4 separate regions of the Mus musculus genome follow, and regions 2, 3 and 4 are each linked to region 1. A link is a contact called in public HiChIP or PLAC-seq data. All regions are on one chromosome and are shown on one strand. Each heading gives the region's core, a stretch centred on a gene start, on an enhancer-like site or on the middle of the called end of the contact. The rest is flanking DNA. Distances are from core to core; before and after follow the strand shown.

Region 1 (2,921 bases), core at 393-2,892:
CTCTTAGTGGCCCTTGCAGTTCGTTGGGCCCACTAAATAATCTGTAATCAGTTCTTCTTACGAATGCATATACATATCAAATCTGAAAGCGACCTCAAATTACAGAGGTTATGGTTTGGACATCTTTGGGTGGTCTTTCTGTGGTCTTTCTGCTTCCACAGAACTGCTCTCTGACATCAGGGAAGTGTTGTTACATTCTCTATGTGCAGTGGGCTATTTCCAGGAGTCCTCTACTACAGACTCATCTTTTGAAGGTTTTGAAGAAAGTATCCACTGTGCCTGTTACTCTCTATCATGTGACCTGCTCTTATGCTGGCCTAGTTGTATAGAGATGGAAGCATGGCCTGGGACATGAAGAGGAGCCAAGTTCTCAGACCAGGTAACCCCCACCACAAGGCTTTTCCTCAAAGCTGTCCTGATCCTTTCTCTGTCTTCCATAGCCCCTTCTCCCTGATTCTGGCTGTTTGAAATCAATAAGAAGGGAGGTTGCTTGAAATTTGATAGGCTGTTCTTCTTTGGAAAACTTGGAGCAGGCAGTTTTATGTCTTACAAATTTAATTTTTCAACAACAAAAAAATCCATCTGTGTATCCTTAGCTATGAGATGTCTCTGTGGTAATAGCTAAACCATTCACCAAGTTACGGGGTATTTAAGAAGAGGACAAACACTTTCCATATCCAAATCTATGACCACATTTTTATATTGTTTCATACCTGTCATTTTCTCTTGTTATAGAATAGCTATTGTCATGCTGTAAATAATCTACAAGTTAATAATTAATATGTATATCCTCTCTATATTAAATGCATACCGCCATAGGCTTAGATTTTTTTTTAAGTATTGAGGAGCATAAAAATAATACATCATCAAAGGCCTTCACATGTCTTTCTCAAATTTTAGCACAAAATAGATGAAATCATGTGAGTTCAGGGTAGTATGATTGTAGATATTGGAGCTAAACAGCTTGACAAAGAACCCACAGATGAAGTGGACCCTGACATATATATATATATATAAATATATATATATATATATATATATATATATATATATATATATATATATATATATGCTCAAGCTTATTACCTGGGCTCAAAACTGGGCATAAGAGTGATTCAAATATGGGATGAAAGTTTGATGACAAGTAACTTTATTGGCTGAGCCATCTCACCAGGTTGATCTTGGTATCTTAACTCAGTCTATCTTCTGTGTTTTCCCAGATCCCATTATTTCCCAGTTCATCTTGTCATGTGCCTAGCACACCACAGTACAACCATCTGCTCATTTTTATTTCTTCCAGAGGTAAGTTTTTTTTTTTTGAAAGTCACTTAACACTCAAACTCAACCTAATGCTGTCTTATATAGAGAGAATAGCTAATAAGCACTGGAGGAATGGGTGAACATTTTTGTTAATACTATGTCATCACAGAGCAGCAACCAGACCAGATTTAGTTTCCATGACTTGAGTCTATAGGTGTTAGGATGGTACCGAGTCTACCTGTACTGATCAATGTATTTAACCATAATGTCTCTCTCTCCCCTGAGATTATGACTGCTGAGATGAGCTGAGGCCAGGAAGTATGCAGTGTGTGCTCACCATGTTGCCTAAGCCTGTCACATAAGCAGCATGACTCATGTTAGTCATGTCCCTACTAGAAGCCCGGAAGCACCCTGCCTGTGGTTTATAGTTAGCAGGAACTTACTAGATAGCCTGTAGGCCTTGAGTGATTACAGTGTGCCTCTTTCCTAATGTGTATCGAGCTATGCAATAACATAAACTTTGCTACAAAACTACAGCCCTATCAGAGAATAAGGACAGGGAGAGAGTGCTTCCCAAGACATGGTAATAATCCATTCATCTATGATGGAGTGAACAGCTGACATGCCTCCCAAGCAAGCCTTGTGTTTATCGTCAGCTTATAATTGGAATGCTGCTTGTTTCTTTCTTTCACCTGCCATGACACACCGTACTTGTCCTTTGACAATGTCTTTGGTTTAAACTCAAAACCTCGTGGGGACTAGGACTATGATCTATCTCCATCAACACTGTGTCTGCCATTATATGTATTGGAGAGGAATAAATGAGTAAGCTAAAGACTATGTTGATTGCCTTGTTTTATTTCCCATTATTATAGCAGAACACCACAGACTGGGTAGTTTACAAACAATGCAAGCTTATTTGGATTGCGATGCTAGAAGCTAGGAAGTCCAACACAGAAGAGTCACTTCTAGTAGGACTTTCTTTTGACCACAAACATCATTGCATAATATTGACTCCTACTATAATCAGATCCAAGTCTGGAAACTCACATTCAACTCCAGCAAGTGTTCTACACACATGCATACATGCACAATTAAAAGAAAAAGAAAAGTGGAGATGATATTTGTGCCCACAAAGTTAGTTTTCATTTGATTTTCAAATACCTTGAAGAGATAAGGCTAAATCTATCCATTTTATACTTAAAGAAATTAAGGCACACAGAGGTGAAAATGCTCACCAAGGTTATAGGTGCCAAGGGCCAGAGCTGAGATTAGACCACGGGTACGACAGTTAATACTAATTGTTAAACCAACAGGAGCTAAAATCACCTAGGAGACACATTTCTGGTGATGCATATGAGGAAGCTTCTGGATGATCCGGGTTAAAGTTGGAATACTGATCTTCATTATTGGTCATTCCATGGGCGAAGTCCCAGACCAAGTGGAACACCAGCAATCACCTCTCTGCTTCCTGACTATGGATACAGTGTGGCTAGCTGCCTCCTATTCCTGTCACTGTGGCTCCCCTCCATGATGGACTGTACCTGGAAGTATGAGCCACAATCCTCTCCTTCCTTAAGTTGCTTTTGTCTGATGTTTTGCCTCATGTCTTGGTTAGGGTGACATTGCTATAATGAAATACCATGACCAAAGTACAAGTT
Region 2 (2,796 bases), core at 18-2,517, 170 kb after region 1:
TAAGTACACAAATCAGGAAAGCCACTAAAGTGAAGGCAGCTGGGGAGGCCATTGTGGATACTTACCCAAAGAAGGGACGACTCCAGCAGAAACTACAGGGAAAACAAGTGTGGATGCACTCAGCCCACCCACTACACTCCCATCCGAGACTGTAACAGCCAGACTCCAGATTTCAAGGACCTGAAACAACACGCCATCTTTTTATTTCCCATTCTTCGTTTTTTTCTTCGTGTGTGTTTGTTTTTCCACTTCATGATCCTTTTTTTTTTTAACTTTCCCTAAAAGTTTGGTAGAATTTTTACTTTATTGTATTTAAAAACGTTTATATTTTATTTCTTATTCCCCTTCATACACATAGCATAGTCACTTAATTTTATCCCCACAATATTCTTCATTTAGAGTGCAACCTCTTATTCTCTTCTTTTAAGACTGCCTTTCTCCTTTATACTCTCTATACTTAACTATAATTGTATCTTGATCTTACAACTCATGATTTATATTTTACTTCTTATCTGGCATTTGTCTAATTTTGATCCCAGTCTTTTCTTGGCACTGGGGGGATTCTGTGTTTTCTTTTTTTAATTTTTTTCTGACCTCTTGATCTTTTCTATTCCCCACCATGTTGGGGTTTTGTTGTTGTTGTTGTTGTTGTTGTTGTTGTTGTTCCTTTTCTTTTTGTTCATTAAACCCGTTTTTCTTCCATTTTTCCTCTTTCCTTACCTTCTTTATCTCATTTATTATTTCCATACTTAGAGCAATTAATGTGCAGAACATAGCATGCTTTAATTTTGGCATTCTTTATTGCCCAGTGATAACTGCTGATTGTAGGTTTAAGTATTCCTAAATTTTTACTTTTTTTTTAAAGAACTATTTTATTTCTAACTATGTATCTGTGTGCATATGAGTATATGCACATGAATTTGAGTGCCCTAGGAATAGCAAGCTGTTGAATTCCCTAAAGCCAGAGCTACAGTCATGAGCCATGGAGCATGGTACTAAGAACCAAACTCGGGTCTTCTGTAAGAGCGGCATGAGTTCTTAACCGCTGAATTATCTCTCCAGAAGTACTTCAGTATTTGACTTTCTGATTCAATATGATTACAAGAAAGAACCAGGTTTTTGTGGTCAATCAATAACAAAACTGAACACCAGTATCAGATAACATCGAGAGGGAAGTGAAAAGGTGAGTAGCTTATATAAAACAGACCTTAGAAAGGAAATCATCCCAGCCAGGAGACTGAGTAAAAGTCCGATTCATTTCATGCACTGACTCTGACTTTCTGTGTCTTAGACACCACAACAGTAAAGCAGCAAATCATACCAGGGCACCACTGCAAACCACATCAAAACCCCAAACAGCAGTTTTGAATGTCAAAAACATTCACTTCCTTAAAAACAACTTTCTTATCTGGGTGTAGTATAAATCCACGTAGTAATTCCAGAACAGTGGAGGAAAGGCCAAAACTTGAGTTTCAGACCATCCTGGGCTACAAAGCAAGACACTGTCTGAAGAGAATACACACACACACACACACACACACAGATGCAGACAGACACTCACACAGATGCACACACATAGACACAGACACACATATATACCCAGACACATACATATACACACATGCACACATACAGACACAAATGTACACATGTACACACATACACATGCATACACTCAGGCACACATACACACAGACAGGCACACACATAGACACAGATGCAGAAATACACACAAACACATGCACGCACACACACATTTCTTTACTCATGTTTGAATGTAGTATTTCCTAGACATACATATACATGTATACAAACATGATGAAAATGTTCAAAATACAATCAAGAGATCAACTATAAAAATTCTCAGTTAGTAGGAAATGTATAAAAACTAAAGGTATAACTAAACTATTCAATAAAACAGATTTTTTTTTCAATTTAAGAGAAAAATGGATTTCAAAACACAAGGGGTATTTAGAACTCTGCAATACACATCACTGGAGAAGAACATCTCCATGATGTGTTATAGTTAAGATGTCAGAACAAGAAGCACAGGAGCAATATTAAAAGCTGTAAAGGGAGGCTATCGAGATGGCTCAGTAAGAGCATTGACTGCTCTTCCAAAGGTCCTGAGTTCAAATCCCATAATGAGATCTGATGCCCTCTTCTGGTATGTCAGATGACAGCTACAGTGTACTTATGTATAATAATAAATAAATCTTTGGGCTGGAGCGGGGGCTGACTGGAGCGAGCAGGGTTGACCTGAGCAAGCAGAGGTCCTAGAAATTCAATTCCCAACAACCACATGAAGGCTCACAACCATCCGTAGAGCTACAGTGCACTCACATACAGAAAATAAATAAATAAATCTCTTTTTAAAAAAAAAGCTGTAAAGGGGAAAAAATACCAATTCACCTACAACAACAAACAAATCATCAGACTTAGAAGACAAGAAAAGAGAGGAATAATGTATTTCAAACCTAGAAAGTAAATAACTACAAACAAGATTACTGTATCCAGAAAATCTTTTTAAGTTTTAATTTTTTAAATTTTTCATACAGTATGTTTTGATTATATTATGTCTCACAACTCCTCCCAAACTCCCTCCCTACCCACCCAACTTCATGATATATATCTCTCTCGGTGCTCTCTCTCTCTCTCTCTCTCTCTCTCTCTCTCTCTCTCTCTCTCTCTCTCTCTCTCTCAGAAAATAATAAAGCACATGCACAGAATCTATTTTGTGTTGGCTGACTACTACAAGATGTGAAGGCTGTCCAAAGGAAAACTGAACACTGATGG
Region 3 (3,135 bases), core at 74-2,573, 140 kb before region 1:
ATCACCAAAGGAAAGCAGGACAGGAAGTCACACAGGGCAGGAACTTGGAGGCAGGAGCTGATGCAGAGGCCATGGAGAAGTGCTACTTACCGGCTTGATTCCCCTGGCTTACTCAGCTTCCTTTCTTATAGAACCCAGGAATACCAGCCCAGAGATGGCACCACCACAAGGGCTAGGCCTGCCCCCGCCCCCTAGATCATTAATTGAGAAAATACCAAACAGCTGGATCTCATGGAGGCATTTCCTCAAGGGAGGCTCCTTTCTCTGTGGTAATTCCAGCTTGTGTCAAGTTGACAGAAAACCAGCCAGTGCACTTACTCACTTTACATCCCACTTACTGCCCCCCTCCCTGGTGCCCCCCCATACTTCCTCCATTCCCCTTCCCCTTCTCCTCTGAGGGGGTGGGACTCTTCCTGGGTATCCCACCACCATGGTACTTCAAGTTTCTTTGAGGCTAGGTGCTTCCTCTCCTATTGAGGCCAGTCAAGACAGCTCAGTCAGAAGAACATAGCTCATGGACAGGCAACAGCTTTTGGAATAACCCCCATTCCAGTTGTTTGGGACCCACGTGAAGACCAAGCTACACATCTGCTACATATGTGCAGGGAGGTCTATGTACAGCCCATGTATGTTCTTTGGTTGGTGGTTCAGACTCTGAGAGCCCAAGAATCCAGGTTAGTTGACTCTGTTGGTCTTCCTGTGAAGTTCCTATCCCCTTGGGCTCACAGTCCTTCCTCCCATTCTTCCACAAGAGTCTCCATGCTCTATCTACTGTTTGCCTGTGGGTGTCTGTATCTGTCTGAGTCAGCTGCTAGGTAGAGCCTCTCAGAGGAAAACTTGCTCCTGTCTGCAAGCATAACAGAGTATCATTAATAGTGTTAGGAACTGGTGTTTGCCCACAGGATTGGTCTCAAGTTGGGCCATTTATTGGTTGGCCATTCCCTCAGTCTCTGTTCCATCCCCTGTGCCTGCATTTCTTGTCAGAAATAAACTTTGAGACAGAATAAATTTTGAGTTGAAAGCTTTGTGGGTAGGTTGGTGTCTCTATTGCTCCACCGGGGTTCCTGCCTGGCTAAAGGAGGTGGCCTCTTCAGGTTTCATATCCTCAGTGTAGTGAAGACTCCATTTTTAAGAGCATTCTAAAATTTCTTTTATTTGCTTTTGGTTTTAGAATGGCCCTTCATCTCCAGCTTATATGAGAGTGTTAATCTTGTCACGTCACAACTCAGTTTCAATTTGTTCTTAATCAGTCTCTTTCAGACTGGCTGCCACATAGTCATGAGCTTGTGGTTCAAAGGGCTTGCTACTTTCAACAATAGACCACCACAGATCAAAGATCTGCCACTTTAGGAGACACTCAAAGTACTTTCACAGACTTGCCCCAACTCTCTACCTCCCTTGGGTCTACCCAGCCTCCTGCTTCTCTCATCTTGACCAACCTTCCACTGAGCTCTACGCTGCCCCCAGGCCCCACCATAGTATGTGGCATTTACTCCACTTGCAATTCTCACTTCCATTCTCATAGTCACCTAACATCATTAATTCTCTTGTAAGTAAGTGTGGTTTTTGGTTGGTTTTGTTTTGTTTTTCAAAAGAAGAGATTGGACATTTTCAACTGGGAACTGGCTCCAAGGTTCACCCATTTATTTTTATTTCAGGTTACTATCTGAAAAGTTATGGTACTACATACTCTTATGAATCACTAGGCTTACTCTTTTGGGTCTGAGTAGACATTACAAACTTGCTGCTGGTGGCCAGGTACCTGGTGTCTTCTTCAAGAATGAAGTAAAGGTACACATACCACACAACTAGCAAGGCAACATCATTCAAAGCAATACACAGATCAGGTTTGCTGTCATATTTGACAGGGGGCCACATGAGTGGAAAAATACTCAAGGGCTGCAACTATTATTATTATTATTATTATTATTGTTATTAGGAACTTCCTTTTGGGGGTTCAAGACAAGGTGCAGTTCCTTTGCTAAGGGTATAACAAGCAGTTCTCTGTTTTGATTGAGAGGCTTGGATTATGTAAATCTTTGCTCAAGTTCCCTTCCCACAGTGCATCTCATTTTAATCATAGCCTCACTCAAATATGCAGAGGTATAAAATGTTCAATAGATTTTTGTTTGATAGTTAAATAAGAGCTCACTTAGAGGACATAGTTTTCCATATTGAGCATTATTAGTATGACAATGATTGTGGTCAGGTAAGCCCTCCTTGTTCCCAGATATATTAAAAAAAAATACTGTCCAAGTCTGATGGTTGATAAAGGGGGAAAAACATACTCTGCTCTTTAGAGTAGTGGAAGTATACAAATTGATATCAATGAAGCCTATTAAATTTATTGTGCAGAGTGGATTGTGTAGACTTAGTGTGTGCAGGTATGTAGACTTAGTAAGTGAAGGTCTCAGGCTTCCAAGTGCATTAGAAGAAATGGCCTATGCATAGTCCAAGCCAGGTGTTGTGTCAGGTTGGTAAACTATTCTCTGGGTGTACTGTCTCAGACTCAAGAGGTGCCTGGCTTCCTACAGAGCTTATTAAAACCACAACTGAGCTACAAGCCCAGTAATGGTGAAACTTACCTAGAAATGATAGCACATTCTTATTTTCTTTGTATCGATGTGTGTACATATATAGTCATGTGTTTATACACATATTATGTACATAGAGGTGCATGCACATGCTTGTATTTGTGTATATAGGCCAGATATTAACATTGGATGTCTTTCTCAATTGCTCTCCATCTTATATCTTGAGACATGGTCTCTCCTTGAGCATGGAGCTAGCCTGTCTGAGCAGCAAGTCCCTGGGATTCTTCTAGCTCTGCCTCACTAGTGCTGGGATTCTAGCCATGTGCAGTCATATTCAGTTTTTTATTATATGTGGAAACACAGGTCCCCATGTTTGCACAGAAAACACTTTACCAACAGCCGTCTCTCTATTCCACATTCTTATTTTCTCTCAGTATTCTGTCTTCTCCCCTTCCTCTGCCAGCTGTTTACTCTCTCCACATCAGCATGCATAACACATCCTTAAAAGACACCTACCCCAAAACCTTACTCCACCATGAATCCCCTTAGTACCCGAGCTAATGTGATTGTGTGTAGAAGAGTTTATGGTAAAATGACAATT
Region 4 (2,894 bases), core at 184-2,683, 250 kb before region 1:
GTACTTCTAATTTCTGTCAGTAGATGGCAGTAGAAGCCAATGCCCATCTAGAAACCCTCCAAAAATAAAAGCCGCATTTTGGGATAACCTATTATAGGCAAGACACTTTATTAAGGGTCTATCGAGGTGGGAGAAGGAGGGTGATTAAAATCTAAAGATAAATAGAGGAAACCTTTGAGTAGGGATGTACTGTGTGTTTCAAATGTGCTAAAGGACCAGTTTTTACATATCTAAACTCTGTAGCAAGCAATGGGGCTTGAGAGAGGCAGAAGATGGAAGAGCAGGTAAGGGCCATCCTACAAGGTAGGATGATGATAAAGCATCAGTTAACTGAGTCTTTCTACAATACTTACATGGATCAAAACACTACATTTCATCCCACAAATGATATGCACAATTATACACTTAGCTAATTATAATACTCACTCACTTGGGAGATTATATTAAAATATGTCCTAATGTAAGTACAAAGTAATCGGTTATGTCTTTAAAATTTTTTTAAAATTAAATTTGCTTATCTATCTTTTTATATGTGTGTGTGTTGTCCCCTGGTGTGCATTTGAAACTTGGAGAAGTCAGTTCTATCTTCCTACCATGAGGGTTTGAGGAATCAGATAGGTTATCTGGCTTGGCGCCAAGTGCCTTTACCCACAGAGCCAAGAGCCACCTCACTGGCCCCCATGTTTCTTTGACACTGTACTCTTGCTCTTTTCTTCCTAGATAGAGTCTTGAGATGAAGCGTAAGCTTGCTCACAATCCTTTGGGCTCAGCCTCCTGAGGGTTGGGATTATAGTTGTCTACCACCAACCTGCCCTGGATTCACTTCTCAAAACCAACTCTAGACAGAATTACAGGGACAGAATGTGACTTCTGCTGCTCCGACCTCAGTGAGTTTGCTGTAGTTCTTCTAGAGGTCCAGACCTTTTCTTTTCTGATTTCCTCTGCGGTCTCTCTAGAGGTGCATGGGGAAGAGTTGGGCTCTCCTCTATCACCCGTCCTCCATCTGTAGTAACTACCTGGGCTAAGCAGACACAGGAGAGAGAAAAGAGGTGAGGGTTATCCTATAATCTTGCCACCAGGCTTCCTCTGGGGGTTCAGGGTGCTTATAGAGTGGTCTGGGATCTTCCATTTTGTCTTCCCCGTGTGCCAGCCTGAGGATGGCAGAAATTCAGGCTGCGGAAACTCTAGTTCTCAACCTGTGGGTCACGACCCCTTGGGGGGGGGTCACGGATACCCTACATATCAGGCATTTACATTACAATTCACAACAGTAGCAAAATTACATTTATGAAATAGCGACGAAATACACTCATGGCTGGGAGGTGGTCACCATAGTGTGAAGAACTGTGTAAAAGGGTCTCAGCATTAGGAAGATTGAGAACCACTGCTTGGTTGTAAGCCATCACCAGGTGGCAGCAGAAAACCGTGAAATCACAAGATTCGGATTTTGCCCCCTGAGTCGTGGACCGGAAGGGTTGAGGGAAGAGGGGTGGATAGTCAAGAGGAATCCGTTATCCTTCTTGTTAATGTCAATGATTCCTGCTACCTCACCAATGAAAGTGTCAGCCTGGGTTTGTTCTCCACACAACCATAGAATAAAATTATTAAAGCATCCTATTGGAATCCTGAAAGAACCCGATCCAGAGCAAAGTCCCACTCTTAATCTCGGCATACCAGCTAGCACAAACTAACTGAGTAACAGACATTTAGACCTGGGATGGATATTTGGGGAAGAAAATGACAAGAAAGAGGGAAGAGTCAATAAAACCAAAGCTGTGCTGCTTCCCGAAGGAGCCTTGGGCCATTGTCTCCTGTTTTCAGTAACAGAAGCCGGAGGCCCAGTCTACACTGGCTGCGGAAATCTGTTCTTGGCTCCCAGTCTCTTAGCAAAGCCCGTGAGTCCTCTGGAGGGCGAAGTGTGGAGAAGTCTGGATGAGGTTTTTTTTCGGCCCACTGACTCTTTTCCTTCCTGAGCAGCTGAAGAATTCTGATGTGGTTTTGTGGTTTTACAGTAAGCGTCCCGGCTCTTGTGGACACAGTGTGCTTTCAGTTTCTGAAAGTGAGTCAGATCGACTTTCCTCTTAGGAGTAAGAGTGACCCTTGCTCAAAAGGGCACTATGACTAGAAAGACGAAGCAGCTGAGGCCACCGGTGCCGGAGTGCTTGCGTTAGAGCAGTCGCTGGTTTCTGGGTCTTATGGGTAATTTTTTTTTTTTTTTTAAGGTGAACTGTTGAGATCTTTTTGCCCATCGTGAGTGACACTGTTGATGCGGTCTAGAAAAGGACTCAGAGTTTCATTTGATCAGCTAGTCATGACAAGGGCGTTTCCAAGTGGGTTAGTTGTTGTCATTATGCTTTTAAGTCTCTTGCCTATTAGAAAGCTCATGATACTGAGCCATTTGACCAGAACGGGTGACATCTTCGAGGCCCATTGAGTGTGAAGAGCCAGCCAGTAAACAGAAGGTTTCTTGGGGTCTAGCTTTCTTTCATGGTTCCCCTTCCAGTGATTTTTTTTTTTCATGAAAATACGTAGGTGGCACCTCCTCTGGCAGCTGCTATGCTTTCCTCAAGCATGTAAATGACACGTTGTGACGTATGTCGTCACCTTCATAGCCTCGATGAGCACTGTCAGTTCACTGTGGCATTTCTTCTTGTTGAGATTCTTCTCATTCTACGTTTCGGCCAGCGACTCCCACGGGTGACACAGGGATGCTGGGCACTCAAGAGGAAACCTATTTGCATGTCTGTTCTAGAATTTCAATTTAACATCGCTCCTTGGAGTCTGAGTCATGGCAGGACCACCTCGGGCAGACTGTGGTTCTTTCTTTAAGAGTTAAACCCACCTGATGCTGAGAAGGAGCAAGAGATCATACTCTCCATCAATCCAGCCCTGAC

Evidence for each region. HiChIP or PLAC-seq counts read pairs in DNA pulled down with a chosen protein or histone mark.
Region 2: a contact with region 1 is called in a BATF HiChIP or PLAC-seq map of CD8 T cells, with 7 read pairs. The contact joins two enhancer-like sites. A contact is called at or near these places in 1 of 115 datasets of contacts at active chromatin or transcription factors (CD8 T cells) and 2 of 9 other capture datasets (liver and pancreatic islet).
Region 3: a BATF HiChIP or PLAC-seq map of CD8 T cells shows a contact between it and region 1, with 5 read pairs. The contact joins two enhancer-like sites. A contact is called at or near these places in 2 of 39 promoter capture datasets (macrophages and neural stem cells), 1 of 484 Hi-C or Micro-C datasets (nephron progenitors), 1 of 115 datasets of contacts at active chromatin or transcription factors (CD8 T cells) and 1 of 9 other capture datasets (adipose tissue).
Region 4: a contact with region 1 is called in a CTCF HiChIP or PLAC-seq map of CD8 T cells, with 6 read pairs. The contact joins two enhancer-like sites. A contact is called at or near these places in 1 of 15 datasets of contacts at CTCF or cohesin (CD8 T cells), 5 of 484 Hi-C or Micro-C datasets (Th1 cells, bone marrow-derived macrophages, embryonic fibroblasts and 1 more), 2 of 115 datasets of contacts at active chromatin or transcription factors (CD8 T cells and memory CD8 T cells) and 1 of 9 other capture datasets (bone marrow-derived macrophages).

Annotation. Positions count from the first base shown.
Region 1 is chr1:161,481,127-161,484,047 of GRCm38.p6, reverse strand. No RefSeq gene overlaps it. Among named protein-coding and RNA genes, the nearest start is that of Tnfsf18, 12 kb to the left of the region's middle. Within about 2 kb of position 1,642, at least 48 of the 459 cell types and tissues checked have an H3K27ac peak or open chromatin away from gene starts, as enhancers often do. A contact at or near this core is called in CD8 T cells, Th1 cells, bone marrow-derived macrophages and 1 more, where this site is marked.
Region 2 is chr1:161,307,957-161,310,752 of GRCm38.p6, reverse strand. No RefSeq gene overlaps it. Among named protein-coding and RNA genes, the nearest start is that of Prdx6, 58 kb to the right of the region's middle. Within about 2 kb of position 1,267, at least 27 of the 459 cell types and tissues checked have an H3K27ac peak or open chromatin away from gene starts, as enhancers often do. A contact at or near this core is called in CD8 T cells, where this site is marked.
Region 3 is chr1:161,622,894-161,626,028 of GRCm38.p6, reverse strand. No RefSeq gene overlaps it. Among named protein-coding and RNA genes, the nearest start is that of Gm31815, 33 kb to the right of the region's middle. Within about 2 kb of position 1,323, at least 4 of the 459 cell types and tissues checked have an H3K27ac peak or open chromatin away from gene starts, as enhancers often do. A contact at or near this core is called in CD8 T cells, where this site is marked.
Region 4 is chr1:161,734,185-161,737,078 of GRCm38.p6, reverse strand. No RefSeq gene overlaps it. Among named protein-coding and RNA genes, the nearest start is that of Gm31869, 32 kb to the left of the region's middle. Within about 2 kb of position 1,433, at least 158 of the 459 cell types and tissues checked have an H3K27ac peak or open chromatin away from gene starts, as enhancers often do. A contact at or near this core is called in CD8 T cells, Th1 cells, bone marrow-derived macrophages and 1 more, where this site is marked.